Regions from separate parts of the Mus musculus genome. Here region 2 is linked to region 1. The links are chromatin contacts, called in public HiChIP or PLAC-seq maps. All regions are on one chromosome and are shown on one strand. Each heading gives the region's core, a stretch centred on a gene start, on an enhancer-like site or on the middle of the called end of the contact. The rest is flanking DNA. Distances are from core to core; before and after follow the strand shown.

Region 1 (4,896 bases), core at 768-3,267:
TATCATGCATTCCATTCTTATAGAAATATTACACTACCACTGAGTTATCCCTGATACCACAACTATGTCAAAGTTCTTCTCTGTATCCAACACCTCACGACGACATTCTAGAGCCCCTTGCTGCTGCCTGCCACAGAGGACCACGTCTACTGAAGGTTGTCTAGGCACTGCCTCTCATCAGCTACGGGAATAAGGCCAAGGCGCTGAGAATCTCTCAGCTTCAGTTCTTCATCAGGAAGACAAGGAATCATAAAACCCCCATCAGAAGGGATGGGAAAAATGGTACAATGCTTGATCAGTGTGCACTGTTCAACCCCCAAAACAGAAAACAAACACACAGAAAGTGTAGAGAGAAGATGGAAACAAGGTGGCTAACACGATATCTGGAATATAATAGGTGGTCAATTGGTAGCAGCTGTTGTTATTCTTTTCGTAGTTCATATAGTTACATAGTTACATACAGGACATAGAGGTACTCATACAGGTTTGCCACTCGCCCTACTGGTGTGTATGTGTACGCTGTTGCTAAAAACCGATCAGATTATAAATCATCACAATGTCAGTCAAGATGGTCCCCTGATGGACCCACGTATCTTTGCTGTAGCCCCCATTATCTCCAGAGAATCTGCTGTGTGGTATTCCCTACAGCTGTCAAGAAAGAAAAAAGCAAAAAAGCAAACCCAAAAACCCCGTGACAATATTGATCTTGGATATTTCTTACACGTAAAGAATAAATTATTTCTCTATCTTTGCTAATGCAAAGTCATTTATAACTATCCCTTCTAACAAATCAGGTTAGATCACAGGCCTGTCACTGGAGAGTTATTCCGATTCAGGGATTTGCAGTACTCAAAGAAAAAAGACCAAGCGGTTGACACTGACTGTGCTGTATCCTAAAGTCAGGAAGGACAGAATAAAGGCTCTTGCGTTTGGAGGAGACTGGGGGCGGGGGGGGGGGGGCTCCCTGTTCTCTCCACCTCTTGTATTCCTCCCAGCTGATACTGGATTCAGCCACCGAGAACAACAAACTGTCATCTAGTCTTTGCTTTCCTCCAACCCCCAACCAAAGAGTGTGAGGGCAGACAGGACAGTTCCCAGTTACCAACGTCTAACTGGGTGGTAGTATCCACAAACTGAGATTCAATTGCCTTTAAACGACGTGTATAGCATTTCAGAGGACACTGTGCCAGAAGTACTGTATGTACTGTAGTGTGTGATCTGTACTATATGACACATTCAATTCACATCACTTTTTTGTTTGTCGGTTGGTTTTCAAGATCTTGCTGGAACTCACTCTGTAGACCAACCAAGCTGGCCTTGAACTCAGAGATCTGCCTGCCCCTTGCCTCTGCATCTGGAGTGCTGGAATTAGAGGCATGTGGCACTACCACAGGCTCCCCCACAGTCACTGTTCTTATTTTGTTGAATAGCATTGGTTCTGAAGGTTAAACTGTCAACTGGAAATGCAGGGATTTGGGGGCTAGGGATCTAGTTCTGTCTGTGTCTTTTGCCCAGAGAATTTACACTACAGCTCCAGTATCCGATGGCGAAACGCCAGCTCTACCTGGCCTGTCCAGCTGCAGCCTCCCTCCTCAGCAAACAGGCAGGCCCCAACTCACAAGTTCTGTTCAAAAAGGCTACAGAAGCTTGGTGTGCAGAGCTCAGGAAATAGTCCCTACTGAAGCAACGTTATAAACGATCCGGCTGGGACCTCAATTTTGCCCACGGCAATTTATTCATTTATAATACAGTTAAGTGTGAGATTAGTCCAAGAGGGGGAAAGTGAATCCTAGACAAAGCTGATGCAAGGGCTGTGTATTGGGTATTCTCCCACTTCCTGTCTGTTTCCTCTTTCCATCTTACTGCGTCCTTTACAGGAGGGGCCCAAGGGCACCAATCAGAGGAACCCACCTAATCAGACCTGTTCTATTTGCAAAGACCTTAGCTTTCTCTTTCCTTAGTACTTAAAACTCCACCCTCCTCTATCTCTTCTCCACCTATCATCTCTCTCACTTTTGGTCCCCGCCCTACTAGGCTGTCTTCCCATCAAACATCCGCGCCCTGGGTGGGGTTGACCTTAGCAGATTAGAGGAAAGGAAATCTGGTTTATCTGTGAAAGCGAAACCCAGGAAGAGCTGACAGCTTCCTGGGTGCCTGGGGTCACACGGGCCTCAACTCTTTAGCTCCTCAACGAGCTGGTGAGAAAGGAGCGACGAACCCAGCGAGCATCAGTGGAAAGACTCCTACCGGGTCTTAATACAACGCTCAGTAATGAAAGTGGATGTGAATCTGAGGCAGTCTGAGTGATGCTATGGTCTCATTCTAACTTTCCCAGAGGCTATGTGCCTTGAAAATGGAATGCCTCTCAAGCTGGAGGCATCTCTCTACTTCATGCAGCACCAAAGAAAAGAGCCATTGTGGAAAATTCAAAGGTTTCTAAGGCATTGATTGTTAGGTGAAATGCAGGGCAGGCTTCACTTTGGTATTTTAGATTGTGTTCCTTCGCATAGGCACAACCTGTGAAGATGTCCTTCCTAGCCAAGCTAGGGTAGGGACTGCTCCAATTTTTTTGTTTTGTTTTGTTTGAGACAAGGTCTCACTATGTAGTGCTAGCTGGCCTATAAATCAATCACTCCGTAGACCTCACAGAGATCTGCCCGTCTCTGCTTCCCCAGTGCTGGGACTAAAGGCATATATAACCACACCCAGCTTCTAATTTTCTCAATTCTTTCTCTTCCCAGTTTTGACACAGGCGAAATTTCTGAGTTGGAAGACAGCCTGGTCTACAGAGTGAGTTCCAGGGTTACATAGACTGTACAGAGAAACCCTATCTTGAAAAAACAAACAAACAAACAAACAAAAAAAACCAGAAGTGGTTGATATTGCTCATAAAAAAGGCATCAGGAAACATCAATAAAGGCCAGCCAATAGCATCAATGTGGTGATAAATGACAATCAGCTCTGGTTCGTGGTATGCTGATGTCCTTATGACAACCAGAGAACACATGTCCTCGGAGCAGCTGTTCCTCAGAGCCAGGTGGCTCCCAGCAAGCTTCACTGTGTTCCTCCCTCTTTACTGTGAACTTTGCACCAGGTTGCAATGGAAGTTGCTGTGGGATTTATTTATTTATTTATTTTTTACCTATTTACTTTACATCCCACTGACTGCCACCCCCCCCCATGCCGCCCACAATTCTTTCCCCATCCTCCTTCCCCTTCATCTCTGAGTGGGTGAGGGTCCCCTTGGGTTTTCCCCCCACCGTGACACTTCAAGTCTCAGCAAGGCTAGGTGCTTCCTCTCCCACTGCTGGCCACACAAGGCAGCCCAGCTAGAAGAACTTATCCCATTTACAGATTTCTAAACCTGGGCTTTGATGCTTGGTACATCATCTACTTGGAAGCCCTTGAACTGTCTCACAAAAACAAAACAAAACAAAACAAAACAAAACAAAACAAAACAAAGCCAACTCCTGACTGTCCTCTGCAGAAGAATACTGGGAGGCTGTAAAGGAATTAAGATTTTGGGTACAGAAGCCCCAAATTTCGAGCACTTCTGCTGCAGTAAGGCTATTCCAGACTCTCTTACACACCTGGCAGTCAGTTCTTCTGGCACTAGCAAGAGTGGAGGCTGGAACTCTAGCTCACCCCACTGAATCATGAGAAATAATGTCTGTCATTTTTAGTCTTTTAATGAAATGATTTCTTGTACAATGATATGTACCTTGGCATAGTGTTTGTAAAAAAAAAAAAAATCTATTCAGGATCACGATAGAAAGCATTCATTTTAAGATCCACTACCAAGTTACCTATCTTGACCTCTGTTTAACTCAAAAAGCTGCCCTCCCAGAACAAGATAGAGACAAAAGCATGACAACAGGAAGGGAAGAAACTGATAAATATTGCAGAGAATCTATAGCTGAAGTTGCTAGTTATCAAGAGGGTTTCCTAAGGCTGATGGGTTAAAGAAAGAGCTATACTACTTCCCAGTTGGAAACAGTAAGAAAATGAACGCAAAATATACGTTAAAAAATAATCTTTATATAAATGGATGTAACAACATAAACACATGATTTATAAAAAGTTCTTTAAGTTTATTGAAGTCATTAAAGATGATCCATATAAATAAAAATATACATATCATTGTAGGCTTCAGAAATCTCAGTCTCATAGCGTATTAGGTCAATGCAAACTGTTCTAAAGGTTCAATGTGTGTGAATTCAATCAAAAGCTTGCCATATTTCTGTCCCTTTGGAATTTGATGAACTATTTTTTAAAAAAGCACAGGGTTACCTTATCAACTAGCTGAACTTCCTGTCAAGCTAGAGTAATTAAGAGTGTGGTGTTAATTCAAGAATAGACAAATTGATCAATAAAACAGAATAAGGAGCCCATAAAAAGACCACACAGATGTGCAAAGTTGAATTCTGTCAGTGCAGTAAGTACAGGCAACAGTGCTGGGTCTGTCTACCTACTCGGACCAACTCCAGATAGTTATAACGGTCAAAAGCTCTCAGTGAGGCTGAAGCTCACAGATTTGTGGCCAGCAAACCCCAGAGATCCTCCTGTTTCTTGTCTCTCCAACACTGGGTTCATAGGTGCATGCCTTACCTGTGTGTGTGTGTGTGTGTGTGTGTTCTGTCGTGTGCCAGGGACTGAACTTCGGTTCTCATGCTTACATGGAGAGCACTTTACTGAGTTCTATTTCTAGCTTCCTTATCACCTGCCCCAACTACAAAGCTTTTAGATAATCACTCAGGAAATACCTTCGTAATTTCTGAGCCGAGGAATAAAGTTCTCTCCTCTTCTTCTTCCTTTTCTTTCTCATTCTCCTCCTTCTCCTTCTCTTCCTCCTCCTTTTCCCACAATACCTTTATGTTTTATTTTTAGTCTTAGTTT
Region 2 (5,034 bases), core at 1,220-3,719, 120 kb after region 1:
AGGGCAGAACCAGAGGCAGGAACTGAAGCAGAAGTCATGGAAGAATGCTGCCCGTTGCCTTGTTCCCCATGGCTTCCTCGGCCTGCTTTATTATACAACCCAGGACCACCTGTTCAGGGAGGGGCACCACCCCGAGAGGGGCTGGGCTACCCCACATCAATCATTAATCAAGAAAATGCCTGGGCTGGAGAGATGGCACAGCAGTTAAGAACACTTCCAGAGGTCCTGAGTTCAAATCCCAGCAACCACATGGTGGCTCACAACCATTTGTAATGGGATCTGATGCCCTCTTCTGGTGTGTCTGAAGACAGCTGCAATGTACTCATAAATTAAATAAAATAAATCTTTAAAGAAAAGAAAAGAAAAGAAAAGAGAAAAGAAAATGCCCCCACAGGCTTGCCTACAGACTAATCTGATGGAGGTGACAAATAGAAGCATCCTTTGGCCTGGCCTTCATCTGCAGACAAGAACTCTGGGATAGTTGTGGGAACTAAAGCATTGGGTATGTGGCTGGCACCTAGCAGTATGTCAGTGCAGGGAGGTGTGGTCCTGTGGTGGGGCCTGAGGAGACCGTGGCCTGGGAGGGAGCCAGGAAACATATTCTCTGTAGTTTCTGCAGCCTTAGCAAGCTGAGCGCCCTTAAACCAGAGACAGCCGTGCGCTCTCGCTCGTTCTCTCTCTCTCTCTCTCTCTCTCTCTCTCTCTCTCTCTCTCCTGAAGCCCCAACACCTAATTTAACTTTAAAACCAATTTTGGGGTATGATTGAACTGTACCTCGCCTGTGTGACCAGGGGTCTCTAGACACAGTGAGAACTTGGGCGTGGCCCCTCCCCACCCCCAACCCCCTCCCCTCCACCTCCCACCCCCACCCCCTTGCTTTCGATGTACTCAGAGAACCCCGGTCCTCGAGGAGCTGCATGGACGGTCATCTTTTGTTTGGATTTGACTCTGTGCGACTGGGCAGCTTGTGTCCAGGGAGATGAAATCAGAGGAGACTTAGCGCAAGGCTGCCCTGTATTTGCGGGGAAGGTGAAGAGACCGGTTTGCATTTCTCACTTCTCCCTCAAAGCGTGAAAACAACAGGCCAGGCTGGCCTGGTTGCTGCATTCTGTCTCCAGATTGTTAATGCCTTGCAAAGATTCCCTCCTGTACAGTGCATCCCGTCCCCAGGGTGGGGGAGGACAGCCACCCGGAGGGAGGTGCTGGTGACTCATTTCCCCAGAGATCACTCCTTGTGCTAGCAGGGCCATGATACCACATTGCTTTCATCATGCAAAAAATAAAACCCCCAGACTGGAAGTCTTGGCTCATCAGCCAACCTTCTATTCTATAAGGAAGAGCACGCTGCGAGAGAAAAGTACCCAGACAAGTGACTGTAAACTTTTACCCATAGATAAAGATATTGAGGCATTTTCTAATTAAAAAAAAAAAAAATCGCAGGCTGGAGGGATGGCTCAGTGGTTAAGAGCAGTGGCTACTTTCTCAGAGGTCCTGAGTTCAATTCCCAGCAACCACATGGTGGCTCACAGCCATCTATATTGGGATCCAAAGCCCTCATCTGGTTGTCTAAAGACAGTGACAGTGTACTCACATACATTAAATAAATCAATCTTTATTAGTCAAGGCCTGAGGCTGTAGCTGACTGTAGCTTATCCAGCATGTAGAAGACCCTAGCTTCCATCACCGCTACCCAACGGGGTTGGGGTGGAGGAATCTATTCTGATTCCTCAAAAGGTATGCTGAATAAAGAAATAGTGATTGACAGCCCTGAGGTCTGGGATTTCTGAGGCTCAGAGAACTGGAGGAGACACCTCTGGCTCAGAGCAAAACTGCGCTTAAGAAAAAGAATTGAAGTCCCAGGACACAGGTTCTGAGAATGGGAGGGAGCGGGGATTTCCTTACAGCAGGATTTGTCTGGTGTTGGAGGTCTCAACACTAATAAGGATACTGTTTTCTGACGGGCTCACTCACTTGACCAGAGAGGCCAAGCAGGGGAGGAGGGGGAAGAGGGCGAGGAGGAGGAGGAGGAAGGGGAGGAGGGGGAGGAGGGGGAGGAGGGGAAACTGCCAGGGCTCAGGAAGGGGACAAAAAGGCTATAAATGGATCCAGAAGCGTCAGAACCCAGAGATGGTGCTCTGGAAGTAAGCGGTATACAGCCAAGAGATCAAAGCAAAAGTTGACCCTAAGGTCTAGCTTTGACTACAGATCCACTGTGTCATCTCACCCCATCACCCTCCTGAACCCACTTCTGGTCCATCTGAGGCCTGGGAAAACTAATGGTCTCCGTGACTGTTCTGTGAGACTCAAATCCAAGGGGGGGGGGGGGGGCGGAGACAGCTCTTCACTTGCCTACGACCCCAAACGCCTGTCTAGTGCTCGATTTAACTCACTGGCCCAGCCTAGCTAAAATCAATTCTGTAATCCCAGGACAGAGCGCAGGGGCCTGCGCCACCTCGTGGGCGATATCGGAACTGCATGCATGCCTTGATCCTGGCATTCTCCCAGGGCATACTTCAGGACACAACACATTAGAATAGTGGCCCAGAGCCGGGCGTGGTGGCGCACGCCTTTAATCCCAGCACTCAGGAGGCAGAGGCAGGTGGATTTCTGAGTTCGAGGCCAGCCTGGTCTACAGAGTGAGTTCCAGGATCAGCCAGGACTATACAGAGAAATCCTGTCTAGAAAAACCAAAAAAAAAGTGGCCCAGAACACACAGCACTATCATTCCTCTGGTTCTTATGCTAGGAATAAACCAATGTTATTCCTGAAACGCCTTCCCCTTGCCTCCAGGGAAAAGAAACGGCAGTGGCGGTAATGCCAATAGTACAGCTAGTGACACTTATGTCAATGGACTTCAAATTCTCACTACTTCCCATGTCCTAGGCCAGTTCACTGGCAGCCCAGGGTAGAGTTGGACGTCTTCAGGACTATTACTATTACTACATGGAAGCTTGCGGCTCTGGGTTAAACATTACACACAGGCAGCGATTAGTCTCCAAGCCGTCCTTGCCCTTTACTCTAGTCCTGGATGCCCATTGAGTGGAAGCGACTCATCCACACCTGCCTCCTGCAAGGGTGGCCATGCCAAGGGCTCCTGGCTTTTCTTTTTCAGCCTTCAAGAAGAGAAGGGTTATTCTACGTTGCTAACTTTGCCTACCTACGGGAACAGTGAAAAGAAGGGAATCCTCTCCTAGGCGGAGGATGCTGCCAGCTGGCACCGGAACTCAGGCAGCCACAAGTGCATCTCTGCAACACCCCAGTGTGCTGCAGCGCCACCTGGCGGCCAGAGTGGCACTCAGCGAGGAGAGCCGGCCTAGATCGCCACTCCACCTGGTATCCAGTTCTGCAGTGGGTGGGAGCCTCGGGAAGACTCATTCTGCTGTTTCAGAGGTTTGGGCCCTCAGAGGTGGGGCTGCGTCCTGAGGCCGTGGTAAAGCAGCATGGCATCTCATGGCAAAAGCTGGGGACCTTGGGTCTCCTTAAGAGTACACCCCAGTGATCCAAGCTCTTCCCCCAACCTCTGACCTCTCACGTGCTCATGCATACACGTGCAAACAAATGAACACATACAACGCGTGCGCGTGCGCGCGCGCGCACACATACACACACACACACACACACACACACGCGCGCGCGCGCGCGCGCGAAAGTCGTAGAGTCAGGTGAGGTTCGAATCGGAAGAATGGAAATTGCTGGTGAATTTGGGTGTGTAAATAAGGGAAGAAGAATCAAAGGACGGGTGGGATAGATTGTCCTGAGTGTTTTGAGTAGAACAAGCTGACACCCACTGTTAGCCGAATAAAATTCAAAACCCTTTGCACAGTTTTTAAGTCTTTAAATTTCAAAGCATTTCTATGAGCTAAGTATTATTGTCCCCATTCTACAGGTGAGGAAACTGAGGCACAGAAAGTTTGTATGAAGTCACACAGCTATCAACTGGAGAGATTACAAGAGAGTACTGCTACGTCAGGCTCCCTCTTTTGAAAAAATGCCAAACTACAATTATTTAATTATTTGTTTTATTGACTTATTTATTCATTTAGGTGTGCGGTGGCATGGCTGTATAGGTCAGAGGATAACTTTTCAGAGGTGGTACTCTTCTCCTACCATGGAGGTCCTGGGAGTTCAAACTCAAGCTTTTAGCTTTGGCAGCAAGCACCTTGACCCACTGAACCATCTCACCCACCCGGTTCTCTCTCTTGGTAAAAGAGGGGAGTTATTATCTGAGACAGAACTGTCAGGGAGGATGGGAAATGAATGGGTTTCACTGCCAGGAAAGAGGAGTGACACCTTCCAGTCTGAGTGTGTTCAGAGATGCCTTGTAAATATCCTTGTGGAGAGCGACCCTTTAGTGGGGATGTAGAGGGGATGCCAGGCCTAGAACAATGGCATGGAGGCAAATCTTAGGCATCCTGTCAGTTCTCCGGGAGTTGGGATGAGGTAATGCTTAGGAAATGTTCTCCTCAGAGGACCCCAGGAAGACACTACTCTTGTTCCACAAATGTCTCATGGGTATACAGACTTAAGAGCATTCACACGCCCCTGCCCCACCCCACTCTGGAGACTGCATCAGTCAGGAAGGAAGCCTCCATCACCAGCCACATAATACACTTCTCAACCTTTGATGCAGGACCTCCACAAGTCAAGAACTGAGTCTCCCTGGAGGGTTAAGAATCAAGACATTTGCCGTACGCGTGCAGAGCACAGCCTCTCGGCCGGCTACCCCGCAAGTGTTATTTTTGCAGTTTTATGGTTGTTTTTGCCCCGTGAGGGTCAGAAAGATGAACTCAGAGCCTTGAACCTCTTTTCTCACCTGTGAGGTGTTGCCTCTCTCCGGATATTCTCCAGGTGTGAAGACAAGACTTGCACATCCCGGTTTCCGCTACCCACATGGCTTCTCTAGCACATGGGGACCCTTTCCCTGGGGCTGCGTGGCTTCCGGCTGTCTTTCTGTTTGGGAGAGAACTGAACTGGATCCCCTGGAAGAGCAGTGTTCACTCTTAACTGCTGAGCCATCTCTCTAGCCACTGTGTT

Evidence for each region. HiChIP or PLAC-seq counts read pairs in DNA pulled down with a chosen protein or histone mark.
Region 2: an H3K27ac HiChIP or PLAC-seq map of trophoblast stem cells shows a contact between it and region 1, with 5 times the contacts expected there. The contact joins two enhancer-like sites. A contact is called at or near these places in 11 of 39 promoter capture datasets (the C10 cell line, the HPC-7 cell line, cranial neural crest and 8 more), 4 of 15 datasets of contacts at CTCF or cohesin (CD8 T cells, the NIH/3T3 cell line, embryonic stem cells and 1 more), 24 of 484 Hi-C or Micro-C datasets (the AML12 cell line, B cells, the C2C12 cell line and 15 more), 31 of 115 datasets of contacts at active chromatin or transcription factors (CD8 T cells, the HPC-7 cell line, T-cell acute lymphoblastic leukemia and 22 more) and 4 of 9 other capture datasets (adipose tissue, embryonic stem cells, liver and 1 more).

What each region holds. Positions count from the first base shown.
Region 1 is chr1:156,954,529-156,959,424 of GRCm38.p6, forward strand. No RefSeq gene overlaps it. Among named protein-coding and RNA genes, the nearest start is that of Ralgps2, 17 kb to the left of the region's middle. Within about 2 kb of position 2,018, at least 82 of the 459 cell types and tissues checked have an H3K27ac peak or open chromatin away from gene starts, as enhancers often do. A contact at or near this core is called in the N1E-115 cell line, extraembryonic ectoderm and trophoblast stem cells, where this site is marked.
Region 2 is chr1:157,073,997-157,079,030 of GRCm38.p6, forward strand. All of the region lies in intron 1 of Gm30568 (a long non-coding RNA gene), which reads right to left. Among named protein-coding and RNA genes, the nearest start is that of Gm30568, 5.1 kb to the right of the region's middle. Within about 2 kb of position 2,470, at least 55 of the 459 cell types and tissues checked have an H3K27ac peak or open chromatin away from gene starts, as enhancers often do. A contact at or near this core is called in the N1E-115 cell line, extraembryonic ectoderm and trophoblast stem cells, where this site is marked.